2 separate regions of the Nomascus leucogenys genome follow, and region 1 is linked to region 2. A link is a contact called in public Hi-C data. All regions are on one chromosome and are shown on one strand. The core of a region is the stretch at or near the end of the contact, and the rest is flanking DNA. Distances in the headings are between cores, read along the strand shown.

Region 1 (6,094 bases), core at 2,057-4,556, 130 kb after region 2:
CCATGGACAAGTTATTTAGTTGTCTGAGTCCCAGTTTCCCCATCTGCAAAGTGGAGATAATAAATTGAAAAACAACCAAACAGCCTACTTTTCTAGTGCGTTCTTCTTGCCTCTTTCCTTCTCCCTTCCCTCCCCTCCCCGCCCTCCCCTCCCCCCCCTCCCCTCCCCTCCCCTCCCCTCCCCTTCTCTTCACTTCTTCTTTTGACATGGGGAGTGGGGGTCTTGCTTTGTTGCCCAGGTTGGTCTCAAACTCCTGGCCTCAAGCAATCCTCCCACCTTGACCACCCAAAGCGCTGGGCTTACAGGTGTGGCCCACCACACCTGGCCTCTTTTTCTAATTCTGCCTCCACGTGCCCTGAAGATTCGTAAGCAGTCTACAGTCTTCTAATACCTCTTTGCTCTTCAAAGGCTCAGCCGGACGTGGTGGCTCACGCCTGTAATCCCAGCACTCTGGGAGGCCAAGGCTGGCCGATCACCTGAGGTTGGGAGTTTAAGACCAGCCTGACCAAATGGAGAAACCCTGTCTCTACTAAAAATACAAAATTAGCCAGGTATGGTGGTGCATGCCTGTAACCCAAGCTACTCGGGAGGCTGAGGCAGGATAATCGCTTGATCCCAGGAGGCAGAGGTTGCGGTGAGCCGAGATCGCACCATTGCACTCCAGCCTGGGCAACAAGAGCAAAACTCTGTCTGAAAAAAAAAAAAAAAAAAGCTCTCCCCTCAACTTCAACTTCAACCACCTTCTCCAAGCTTTGGACAAGATCCAATGCCTGTTCCCCACATCCTCCTGGAGGTCCCATGAGTGAAAAACTCAACACGCGCAAATTGGCTCTATTGTTCCTCCCCTCAACCCACTGCCCTGGTGCATCCTGATCAGCCCTTGAGGCCCCCAGCCCATTCTCAACAACCTCTCCTTCACCTTCCTCATCCATCTACTGCAGGCCTGGGCCCCATTTATCAGAGCCCTCTCAAATCTAGCGCCCCCACTCCCATGCTCCTTGCCCACCGCCCCCGCCCAACCCCCCAGCTCAGGCCTCCAGGATGGCTGGCCTAGACAGCTGTGAAAGCTTTCTCAATGGGCTTCTTCTCTCCAGCCTCTCGTGTCTCTGTTCCTCCCACCAGGCTGCTGGCAACATTCTCCTTCCAAAACCACCACTCCAGGGCTTGAAAGCCTCCATGGACTCTCTCTACTGAGAACAGGACAGGTCCAAATTCCTTAGCATGGCATTTGACACCCTGCATAGCTTGGCCCTAATGCATTGTTCCGGATTCATCCACATTTCTTGCCGCTGAAGCCACAGGCCCAGGTTTCCCAGTCTGTGGGCCCTCACACTTGTACCAGAACCACTTGAGGCCCTGGTTAAAAATTCAGAACTCTGGGCCCTACCCTGGACAACTGAATCTGGGGTCCAGGTCCGAAGCCCACAAAGATGTGAGGACTCTCACTCCAGCCACACCAAATAATTTATTATTCACTAACCAGGCCTCCAGGCCTTTGCTCAGGCTGGATTAATTTTTCCTCTTTCTTCAAGATCCACCTTAAAAGTCACATCCTGGCCAGGCACAGTGACTCACATCTATAATCCCAGCACTTCAGATGGCTGAGGCAGGTGGATTGCTTGACCCCACAGGTTCTAGACCAGCCTGGGCAACATGGAGGAACCCCGTTTCTGCAAAAAATACAAAAGTAGCCTGGCATGGTGGCATGTGCCTGTAGCCCCAGCTACTCAGGAGGCTGAGGTGGGGGAATCACCCAAGCCCAGGAGGCAGAGGTTGCAGTGAGCCCAGATCATGCCACTGCACTCCAGCCTGGGTGACAGAGTGAGACCCTGTTTCCAAAAAAAAGGAGCCAGATGAGGTGGCTCACACCCGTAATCCCAACACTTTGGGAGGCTGGGGGCGGGGGTGGATGATTTGAGGTCAGGAGTTCAAGACCAGCATGGCCAATATAGTGAAACCCCATCTCTGCTAAAAATAAAAAAATTAGCCAGGCAGTAGTGACACGCACCTGTAATTCCAGCTACTCCGGAGGCTGAGGTGAGAGAGTCGCTTGAGCCCGGGAGGCGGAGTTTGCAGTGAGCCAAGATCGTGCCACTGCACTCCAGTCTGTGCGACAGAGTGAGACCCTGTGCCCCCCGCCAAAAAAAAGTTACATCCTAGGTGAAGCCTTTCCTCCTCCTTAGCAGGGTGAAGGCCCCACCCACGCTGCTCCCACAGCTCCTTGTATGCACCTCGATTATAGACTGTGTATATCACGCTGTGTAATTATCTGTTTGCCCACTTGTCTAGCTAGGATGAAAATTGCACCAAAGCAAGTCCACAGAATGCCTGGAGCCCCCAACTTGGTGAATGGCACATAGCGGCACTTGATAAATATCAGTTCATTTGAATTGTGCTTTACTCTTCCTTGGCTCCTGGACACCAAACACAGCACTTAGCACCCGATGGGTATTATTACTTCGATATCTGATGGATAAATTATCAAAGGATGGAAGGAGGCAGGAATAAAAAGCAAAATATGCCAATAAATTAATGATGACTTTTCATCATCAATTAATATCCTGGAATGTTTGTGCATGCCTGGGACCATCTCTCACCTGAAGGACGTGGGAACTGGGTCAGAGATCAGATGGATCCTGGGACTTCTGGTTCCAAGTTCACGGGTGAAATCAGCAGACCAAAGTTCTGATGTTAATCAGAAATGTCACTATCACCATGACAAGTGCAAATGTAAAGTGCAGTGCTATCTTCCTTTGCAGTATCCTTGTCATTGCTATAAGAAATCCTCACTTGTCACCTTTATCACTCCACCTCGCAGGACCCACAGAGACCCTGCTGACACCAATCCATGGGAAATCAAGCTGGCAGAAATCAGCCCTGGGCTGCTGGGCCAGGGTCAGGGATAGCACTGTTCTGGGGCAGGCGAGCTTGTCTGGAGGCAGGCAAGCCCCACTCCTAACCCTGGCCTCTGCATGTACCATCTGTATGAGATTGGACAAGTTACCCAATATCTCCAAGACTCAGCTTCTTCCACCATGAAATGAGAGCACTATGTGTTCCTAAGGCTCAAAGTTGTTGAATGAGATGAGATCATGTATGTTACGTGACTGGCATGTAGATGTTACTGCTAGACTGTGGAAATCCAGGACAGCTAGACTCCGTGAGTCATTGGGTGGTGGTGACTGGGGCTGAACCCGGCGGGACAGGAGCTAGGCAGGGAGCCAGGTCTCAGCCATGGATTCCAGGTTCTGGGCCTTAGAGGAGGTTCCAGCATCAACAGGGCCCAGCCACTGGGGAGTCAGGAGCTGGGGGCCTGGGTGTGGAGGCTGCTCTTCCTTCTGCTCTGTGGCCTGGGTGTTCAGGGACTGAACCAGGCAGGGTGGGAAAGGCCCAGAGAGTGGGAGCTCCAGGCCCTAGAGGGAAACCCCAGTGACTCTGCTTGTAGTCTGGAGTGAGGGCCCTTTGGCCCTGACTCAAACCTGAGTTTGCTGCAGTCAAGGCTATTAGGGTTCCTTTAACTGCACTGTAACCACAGAGGGGAAGTAAGACCATGAGATAACCTGGCTCCTGACATGGAAAATAGAAACTGGAAGCTAAAGTCCCAAGCAGGCCTTGACTTTTGCCTGTGGACTCTCAAATCATGGAATTCTTCTCACTGTGTCTGCAGGTCCTGTTGTCACTAAGATCCCCCAACTCAGAGATTCCAAACGAGGGGGGTCCTCCCTGTAGACACCCCCTCCTTGCTGGTCTGAGCTCGTCTTGCCTGATGACCCAGGCTGAGGGAGCCCCTGTAGGATGCACTTCCTTTTTTTTTTTTTTTTTTTGAGACAGAGTCTTGCTCTGTTGTCTAGACTGGAGTGCAGTGGCACGATCTCAGCTCACTGCAAACTCCGCCTCCGAAGTTCAAGCGATTCTTCTGCTTCAGCCTCCCACGTAGCTGGGATTACAGGCGCATGCCACCATGCTCGGCTAATTTTTGTATTTTTAGTAGAGACAGAGTTTCACCATGTTGCCGAGGTTGGTCTCGAACTCCTGGCCTCAAGTGATCCACCCACCTCGGCCACCCAAAGTGCTGGTATTATAGGCATGAGCCATTGCACCTGGCCAGATGCACTTTCTCCTGTGGGCTTTCTCCTGAGATCCTGGGGTAGGTCTGGGCTTGGGGATCACACAGTCTTCCCTATCTGGAAACATCGATGAGAACCCAGGACAGGAACGGTCGGGGAAAGATGGGAGGAGGGGCAGGTTGAGTGGCTGAAGAAAAGGTGGCGTGACAAACCCGACCTGACCCTTTCGTGGTCCTGGGATTTCACAGCGAACAAAGCCCCACAGGCGGGGCCTCTGGCATTGGTAGCAAAACCTGACAACTCCAATGACTGGGGAACAGCGACATCTCCTGGCTGTCTGAGGCCATGGCCCTCCTACCTGATCGGAATCCCCGGCAGACACCAGGGTGCCTGATGCTTTTAGAATCCTCACAGATTTTAGCCTTTGATTCAATTGGTCCAGAGTGGAGCCTGACATTCTGCATTCCTAACAAGCCCCCACGTGCTGTCAATACTGCTGGTCTATGGACCACACTTTGATTAGAAAGCTTTAGAGGGCTCAAAGATTTGGTCCCAGGCATCCCAAGGGTCTGAGGAAAGGAGACAATTTTCTGCATATAAAATTATAAAATCACTCAACCACAGGCAAGGCCAGGGAGGGAGAATGCTTCTTGGAGAGATGGCCTCCAAGGGGGCTTTTGAAGTATGGTCAGATCTTCACCAGGGAGAGGTTACCCGAGGATCAGCTGGAGACAACCTTCCATGCAGCAGGCTTGGCACCTGCACCAAGTCTACCAACTCAAAAAACAACCTGGTTAGCGTGCCTAATTGACTTGTGGCAGGCCCAAAGATTCCAAGCAAGGTGAATGTTTAAAATACTCATGGGCCAGGTGCAGTGGTTCACGCCTATAATCCCAGCACTTTGGGAGGCCGAGGCGGGCGAATCACTTGAGGTCAGGAGTTCAAGACCAGCCTGGCCAACATGGTGAAGCCCTGTCTCTACTAAAAATACAAAAATTAGCTGGACATGGTGGCTCATGCCCATAGTCTCAGCTACTTGGGAGGCTGAGGCAGGAGAATTGCTTGAACCTGGAAGGCGGAGGTTACAGTGGGCAGAGATCACGCCATTGCACTCCAGCCTGGGTGACAGAATGAGATTCTGTCTTAAAAAAAAAAATTAGTGCCGGGCGCGGTGGCTCACGCCTGTAATCCCAGCACTTTGGGAGGCTGAGGTGGGTGGATCACCTGAGGTTGGGAGTTCGAGACCAGCCTAGCCAACATGGTGAAATCCCATCTCTACTAAAAATATAAAATTAGTCGGGCATGGTGATGCATGCGTGCAATCCCAGCTACTGGGGAGGCTGAGGCAGGAGAATCGCTTGAACTTGGGAGGTGGAGGTTGCTGTGAGCTGAGATCATGCCATTGCACTCCAGCCTGGGCAACAAGAGCTAAACTCCATCTCAAAAAAAAAAAAAAATTAAAATACTCATGGGAGTAACATTTCCAAGGAACCCAGAGTTGCTTCATTGATTTGCTAAGTACAATTGACCTCATCTCTTCATTAAAAGAGCTCTTCTAATGACTTTCCCAGATGCAGACTTTTTGAGAAAGAAATGAAGCTCTGAGCTGCCATCCAATCACAGGCCCTTCTGTTTGGGTAAGACCCTGTGAAGCAGGGGAAAGGACCATATCATCTCCTTATTACAGAAGAGGAAACTGACACTCAGGGAGGTTAAGTGACTTTGCCTGAAGCCACCTAGCAAGCCCACACCTCTTAAACCTGGTCTCCTCTGACCCAGTACCCAGGAACACTCAGACACCTGCTGCTGCTGATGCCACAAAAACAGGCCTAGAAGGGCAAGTGGGGAGGGTCAAGAGAATCTGGGAGTCTGGGGTCCAGGCCTCTGCATCCTTGCACAGTGGCCTTGGACTGGGAACACTGCCATCAACCAGGGAGAGGGATGAAAGCAGCTTTTACAAAGCAGGGTCTGAGGTCCTCAGACAGGCCCCCTTTGTGGACTTCCTTTCCCTCCCCACCCCCATGCCG
Region 2 (6,815 bases), core at 3,534-6,033:
TGTTGGTTCCTGAGGATGACAGAGGGAGCACCGGGTTCCAAGCCCGCCTCCACTCTGAACTGCTCCGTGGCCTTGGGCATGTCACATACCCTGTCTCGACTGTCTCCCCATGGGTGAAATGGGGGCAAGGAAGTGATGATCTCGAAGGGTCCCTCAGGTCTAAGGAGGGCAGGGTTTGAGGGGGTACTCATCCCACCCACCCATCATCAGGCCAGGCGAGGCCTCGTGCTGCCCAGCCTGGGAGCAGCGGCAGAGGGTCTGTCTCGGCAGCCTCCACCTATAGGCGTTTCCAGAACGGATGGCAAGGGGCAGGGTGGCAGGCAGGCGGGGCCAGGGGCCCATCGCTCCTCTTTGGAAAGGCTCTTTGGCCAGCTCTCGACGTAGATCGGGGGTGGCACAGAAGTGGGGAAGGAGTTCAGTGAGTGGAGTAGGCTGAGACTGGAAAAGGGCACCCTCAGCCCCGGCCCCAGCCCTTCTCCTGGTTCCTCTTCCAGAGACCCACAGAGCTCCAGGAGGGAGTGCGGCGAGAGGCGTGCGGCTACAGTGGGAGCTGGACAGAGTCACTGTGTTGGTCTCGCACACCCACCGCCCTCTCAGGCCACCCTAGGTCCAGAAGCCCCTTCCATGCCACCAAAGAGGAAGGGCCTCGCCCCTGGCAATTCAGCCACACAGAGAGAGGACCAACAGCAGGCAGGCAGAGCGGGGCAAGCCCTGAGACAGGGGCCACCCAGCCCAGGATCCAAGCCAAGAAGCCGGTCTGGGCCCGCCTGCGCCTAGAGGTTCTCCCCGGGCTGGTACTGGGGCTCGGTGGACGTGAAGTAGTCCTCCAGGAAGGCCTGCAGGTACTCAAAGGTGGGCCGCTCCTCAGGCTCCTTCCGCCAGCACTGGCACATGAGGTCGTGCAGGGACTCAGGACACTCCGGCGGGCAGGGCATCCGGTAGCCCCGCTCCACCTGGTCCAGCACCTCGCGGTTCACCATCCCTGTGGGCAGAGCGAGGCATGGGGAGCCCGGCTCCGGTGAGGAAAGTGGGGTGGGGGAAGCTGATGGGGAGGACAGCGAGGACTTCCTGCCTAGGACAGGTTGGGTGTGACCATAGATAGGTCCTGTCCCCGAAGCTGAGAACACGGACCATCGAGAGAGCCTAACATCAGATGCTCAACTTCTTTGTTTTACGGATGGGGAAACAGGCCCAGCAGGAGTCATGACTTGCCCAAGGCCACCAGGGCAGAGGGGTTCAGGGACCAGAGACGAGCCATGAGGACCTTCTTACCAGGGTAGGGCACCCGTCCCTTTGTGGTGAGCTCAGTCAGCAGTATCCCGAAGGACCACACGTCCGACTTGATGGTGAAGCGGCCATAGAGGGCAGCTTCCGGAGCCGTCCACTTGATGGGGAATTTGGCACCTGCAGGAACGAGAAAGGTCAGGGCAGCTCTGACCTCCTGTCACGACCACTCTGCTAGATAAGCACCATGAGGAATGACAGCTGAGGAAAAAACTGAGGCTCAGAGCGGGATGTGACCTGTCCCAGGCCAAGCACGACATACCACACAGCCCCTGCCCACCTTGCCGCGCCGTGTACTCATTGTCTTCAATGAGCCGAGCCAGCCCGAAGTCGGCCACTTTGCACACCAGGTTCTCTCCCACCAGGATGTTGGCTGCACGAAGGTCCCGGTGGACATAGTTCATCCGCTCCACGTACGCCATGCCCGAGGCGATCTGCAGGCGGAACCGTGGGAGCCTGGCTCAGGTGCCACCCACGCCCTCCCAGGGCCACAGAGCATCCCGGGGCTGGAGAGCCAACCACTCCTTCCCCACCCTCCCCACACTTCTTCAGGCAAGTGAGGTCAGTTCACAGTAAATGCTGCTGGCATCGAAAGCAGGAGCAGTGCTCTGCGGGAGTAGGGAGCACAGGGCACAGGGCAGAGGGCAGAGGGCAAAGGTCAAAGGGGAGGCACGAGATCAGATGCAGCCAGGAAAGCGAGGTGACCATGGAAAGAGGCCCCGGCAGACCCAGACACAGATGAGTGCCAGGTCCTGCCTGCTGCCCAAGTCCCCTCTCTGAGCCTCAGTTTTCTCATCTGTCCAATGGGACTAACAGCCAATCCTCATCACTCCTGGTCATGATGAGGATTAAATGAAAAAAAAAAAAAAAAAAAAAAAAAAAAGCTTGTTGAGCACTGCCTACAGCAAGCATGAACACGTCTGCTAAGCGACTAAATGACCTTTATAGAGACGACAACTGAGGCCCGAGGTCCCACAGTAAGTCAGTGACCCCTGATGCCCAGGTAAGGGCTTTCTGCTGCCCAGAATCACCACTCAGGGCACCTGTAAGCAGACCTGATAAATACGTGCGGCAAGTCAATGAGTGTGGAGGCAATCAAGGCAGGCTTCTTGGAGGGGGCACTCAAGAGGCCAGAACTGACTGTACCAGATGGGTCTGGGTGCTTGAGGACCAAGGGTGTGGGGAGGCGGGAGGGGCTGACTTACCTGAGCAGCCATGTCCACCAGCTGAGGCAGCCGCAGGTACTTGCCCGTCTCCCCCTTGAGAAAGTCCAGCAAACTCCCTGGGCAGAGAGAGACCCAGCTCCAGCTCCTGCCCTGTCCCTCTGCCAGGATGCAGTGATTCCCAAAACCCGTCCTCCCAGGCGGCTGGCCTTGCTTTAACCAGCACAGCAGATTTTATGTAAACTCATCTCTGAATAAAGTCTCACTCAGTGCTTGTCACTCAAAAGGCAAGGAGGATGGGAAACAACCAGAAGTCCACCTCCAGGTGAACAGGTAAACTGTGCTAATGCAGACAGCGGAGTCCTGCTCAGCGACAACAGGAACAAACTGCTGGGAGACGCAACAGGGATGCATCTCAGGCCGGGAGCAGTGGCTCCTGCCTACAATCCCAGCACTGTGGGAGGCCGAGGCGGGAAGATCGCTTGAGCCCAGTAGTTTGAGGCCAGCCTGAGCTACACAGTAAGACTCTGTCTGTACAAAAAATACACACAAAAAAAAAAAAAAAAAAAAAAAAGTAGCTGGGCAGGATGTTGTGCACCTGTAGTCCCAGCTACTTGAGAGGCTGAGATGAGAAGATCTATGGAGCCTTGGAGGTCAAGGCTGCAGTGAGCTATGATCACGCCACTGCACTCCAGCCTGGGCAATATAGCAAGACCTCATCTCAAAAAATAAAAAATTTAAATGTAAAAAGTAAAAAAGGATGCATCCCAGATGTAAAAGATTCCATGTATGAAATTCTAGAATAAACAAAACAAATTTATAATGACAGAAAGCAAATCAGTGGGTGCTTGGGTTTGGGGCTGGAGGGTACTGTCTGCAAAGGGCACGAGGAACTTTCTGGGTGATGGAGGTGTTACATATCTTCATTATGGTTAGGGGTACACAGTAAATCCACTTGTTAAAACCCACTGAACTGAACACTTAAAAGGGGTGTATTTTATCATATGTAAACTCTACCTCCAAAAAGTGGAATTTTGAAAAATAACTAATTAGTTTAAAAATTACTGTGGCTCGCACCTGTAATCTCAGCACTTTGGGAGGTGGAGGTGGGAGGATTGCTTGAGCCCAAGAGTTCGAGACCAGCCTAGGCAACACAGGGTCCCATCTCTACAAAAAATAAAAAATTAGCTGGGCCTGGTGACACACACCTGTGGTCCCAGCTACTTGGGGGGCTGAGGTGGGAGAACTGCTTGAGCCTGGAAGGTTGAGGCTGAAGTGAGCTATGATTGTACCACTGCACTCTGGCCCTGGCAACAGAGAATTTGGCTCTACGGCATTCCACCTTTGAAGGTGCCCATTCTAGACATGAGAGGACATGAGGCTCATGCCCCCTGCCCTGTCCGGAGTGCCCCTGCCCCCTGCCCCGGCCGCCCAGGCCTCACCCTTGCTCATGTACTCCGTGACGATGTAAATGGGCTCCTCCGAAACCACAGCATACAACTGCACCAGCTTCTCATGCCTCAGCTTCTTCATGACTTGGGCCTCCTGCAGGAAGGCCTCTGGAGACATCGTGCCAGGCTTCAGGGTTTTGATGGCCACCCTGGTGGTGCCATTCCAGGTCCCTGTTGAGGAGGGATGCAGGCTGACTCAGTGGAGCCCCCCAACTCCTACTGCACAGGGATCCAGGATCTGCCCGCCTGGGCGCCAGTGTCAGCTGTGGCCTCCACAGCCATGTGACAAACCCAGCCAAAGCCTGGGCCCTTTCTGAGCCTCAGTCTCCCCATCTGTAAAATGGGTACAATGACAGGGTGCTCCTCATGGCATTGTTACTAGGATTAAATGCTCAAGAGCCAGTAGCTGTTGTCGGGACTGTGACTATTAAGAATGTCCGGGCTGGGCGTGGTGGTTCACGCCTGTAATCCCAGCACTTTAGCGGGCCGAGGCGGGTGGATCATTTGAGGTCAGGAGTTCAAGACCAGCCTGGCCAACATGGTGAAACACTGTCTCCACTAAAAATACAAAAATTAGCTGGGTGGTAGTGGTGCGTGCCTGTAATACTGGGTACTCGGGAGGCTGCGGCAGGAGAATGGCTTGAGCCTGGGAGGCGGAGGTTGCAGTGAGCCGAAACCGCGCCACTGCACTCCAGCCTATGTGACAGAGTGAGATCCTGTCTAAAAAAAAAAAGTCCTAAAAAGCAGCTTATTAGCCTGGACAGACAGGGGACCAACGTTCTAACTCAACCGGTGTCACTTCTGGGTTGGTCATGTTCCCTCTGGGCAGGACTTTGAACGTGCCTCATGTGTTAGCAAATGCAATGTGTACTGGTGGAGGCCAGGGGTGATGTGGAGCTGGCCCAGGGGTTTCTGAGGCTGCTGCCAGAACAAGAGGTCACCTCTGGAGCCCACCCGCCCCCCAAAATGAGACACTGTCCTAAGCATGAGGGCTTGGGGGTCAGGCTGGCCAGAGCCTGACTCCCACCTCCACCTCCTGCCAGCAGAGAGACCATGGGAGAGTCAGTTCCCCTCTCTAAGCCTCAGTTATCTCATCTGGAAAACGGGGATCCATAGTGCCTACCCGTGGAGCTGTTTGAGGACTGAATGAGATTTTAACCACTGGGCCAGCCCCACTGTGAGGGCTCAGTAAGTAATGTGGTTATCATTTCACTACTGTCTACTTTTCTAACTGTGGGGCTCTGGGGGAAGCTGCATTCTAGACCAGCATGTTTAATCCAGGTTCTTGTCCCAGCGGGCCTCGAGGTTCCTTTGATGTGTGACCTTGGGCCCGTTCCTCCCAGTCGCTGGGCCTCCGTCTGAGGGTTGGGGCTCAGGCCCATCTCTGTGGCCCTCCTGGCTCAGGCCATCTGCATGTGGCACTTCATGAGTCAACGTGGAGCACCCAGGGAGGAAGTGAGGCCCTTCCCAGGGACAGCACCTCTCACCCAAGCCAGAAATGAGTTTTGCAGCCACCAGAATGGCTGACGCTGTGCATTCGCCCAGGTTTTGCTCAAGTCCTCACTTTGTGGCTGTGCCCACACCCTGGCTTCTCACCCCTCTCCCCTCTCACCAGCTCAAAGCCCACGCCTCCCCTTCCCGGACGGCCTGACCTCCAGCCTCCAGGCCTCTGTCCCTGCAGTGCCTTCCACCCAGGAGGCCCCTCTGCTTTCCTCCATCAGCCCTCTGGAGGGCGGAACGTGGAGGCAGTGGGACTGAGCGGAGATGCAGCTCCAATGAAACCACCTTGAAAACAGCGCACCGTGATCCCCGCTAGCACCATGGGCTTACGGGCTTACAACTGCCGTCTCTCCTCCACCCTGGCCTCCGGTCCCTCCGTGTGAGCAGAAAGCAGCCAGTGGAAGAGGGGCCTGGGATTTGTCAGGACTGCACAGCGCTCATGCATTGCTGTTTCTCCAGGGCTAGACAGGAAATCGCTAACAGGCCCAGACCATGACAGACCTAAGCTTTCCAGCACTCCCTCCCGCGAGCCGGGCTTCTCTCTCCATGGCGAACAGCTAGTGTGTGGCCACGCACTGGGTCAGGGTCTCACAACCTCCCATAGGTCCCACTGTCACTAGCCCCATTCACAGTCGGGAAGACTGAGGATCCGAGTGAGGCCACCGGGCTCAGCCTACACAGCAGGTCTGTGCAATGCCCAGCCCTGTGCGCATCTTGGAATCAGGTGCTATGGTTTGCACGGTCCGGGGCACAGCACTTGGGTGGCCACATCCCAAGTCGGTGCCAGCCACCACTGGGGAGCTCCAGATTTACGACAGGGCCCCATCATCCAGCAGAGGCAGCTAAAGGCAAAGGGACCAAGGGAGCCTAGAGCTGCCACACGGGGTGGGGGTGGATGCCTCTCCCGAGGGCAGGGGCCAGGCCTTACCCATCCACACCTCGCCAAAGCAGCCCTGGCCCAGCTTGACCTCCAGCCGCAGCGACTCCCGAGGGATCTCCCAGGCATCCTTGGCCAGGCCCTGCGTCTGCGGCTTGGACGTGGGGCATACGGTGGTAAGGCGGTGGCACAGGCCATCGGCGTGTTCTGAGGAGGAGGCAGGAGGAGCAGTTAGATGGGGCTTCTGCCCTGGGGCCTCCCTGCCCCTCAGTGTGTGTCGCCCTACATGCCAGATGCACGCAGATTTCCGGGGACACGCAGGGCGCCCTCAAAGCCAGGCATCTACATCTGTGTGCACACAGCCCCACCCCCACACAGGCCCACAGTGCTTTATGCATCTGCTGAGTCAGTCATTCAGTCAGTCATTCAGCAGACAGTAGGGGTTGCCAGGGACCCTGCGGGGAGGGAACAAGTCCAGGGAACCTGCCCTCAGGAACTCAGAGTCCAGGGAGGAGCCCCACTTCCTTAATCACCTCCCAG

Evidence for each region. A called contact is a pair of places that touch in the nucleus more often than the background predicts.
Region 1: a Hi-C map of a lymphoblastoid cell line shows a contact between it and region 2, with 6 times the contacts expected there. The contact joins two enhancer-like sites. A contact is called at or near these places in 3 of 4 Hi-C or Micro-C datasets (a lymphoblastoid cell line and an unstated tissue).

Annotation. Positions count from the first base shown.
Region 1 is chr13:26,767,340-26,773,433 of Asia_NLE_v1, forward strand. No RefSeq gene overlaps it. Among named protein-coding and RNA genes, the nearest start is that of GHRH, 14 kb to the right of the region's middle. Within about 2 kb of position 3,307, the one cell type or tissue checked has an H3K27ac peak away from gene starts, as active enhancers do. A contact at or near this core is called in a lymphoblastoid cell line, where this site is marked.
Region 2 is chr13:26,636,443-26,643,257 of Asia_NLE_v1, forward strand. SRC (proto-oncogene tyrosine-protein kinase Src) reads right to left here. Exons shown (of 16, transcript XM_030826273.1): 11 at 6,327-6,482; 12 at 3,890-4,069; 13 at 2,490-2,566; 14 at 1,565-1,718; 15 at 1,273-1,404; 16 at 1-982. The coding sequence ends at 774. Among named protein-coding and RNA genes, the nearest start is that of SRC, 56 kb to the right of the region's middle. Within about 2 kb of position 4,784, the one cell type or tissue checked has an H3K27ac peak away from gene starts, as active enhancers do. A contact at or near this core is called in a lymphoblastoid cell line, where this site is marked.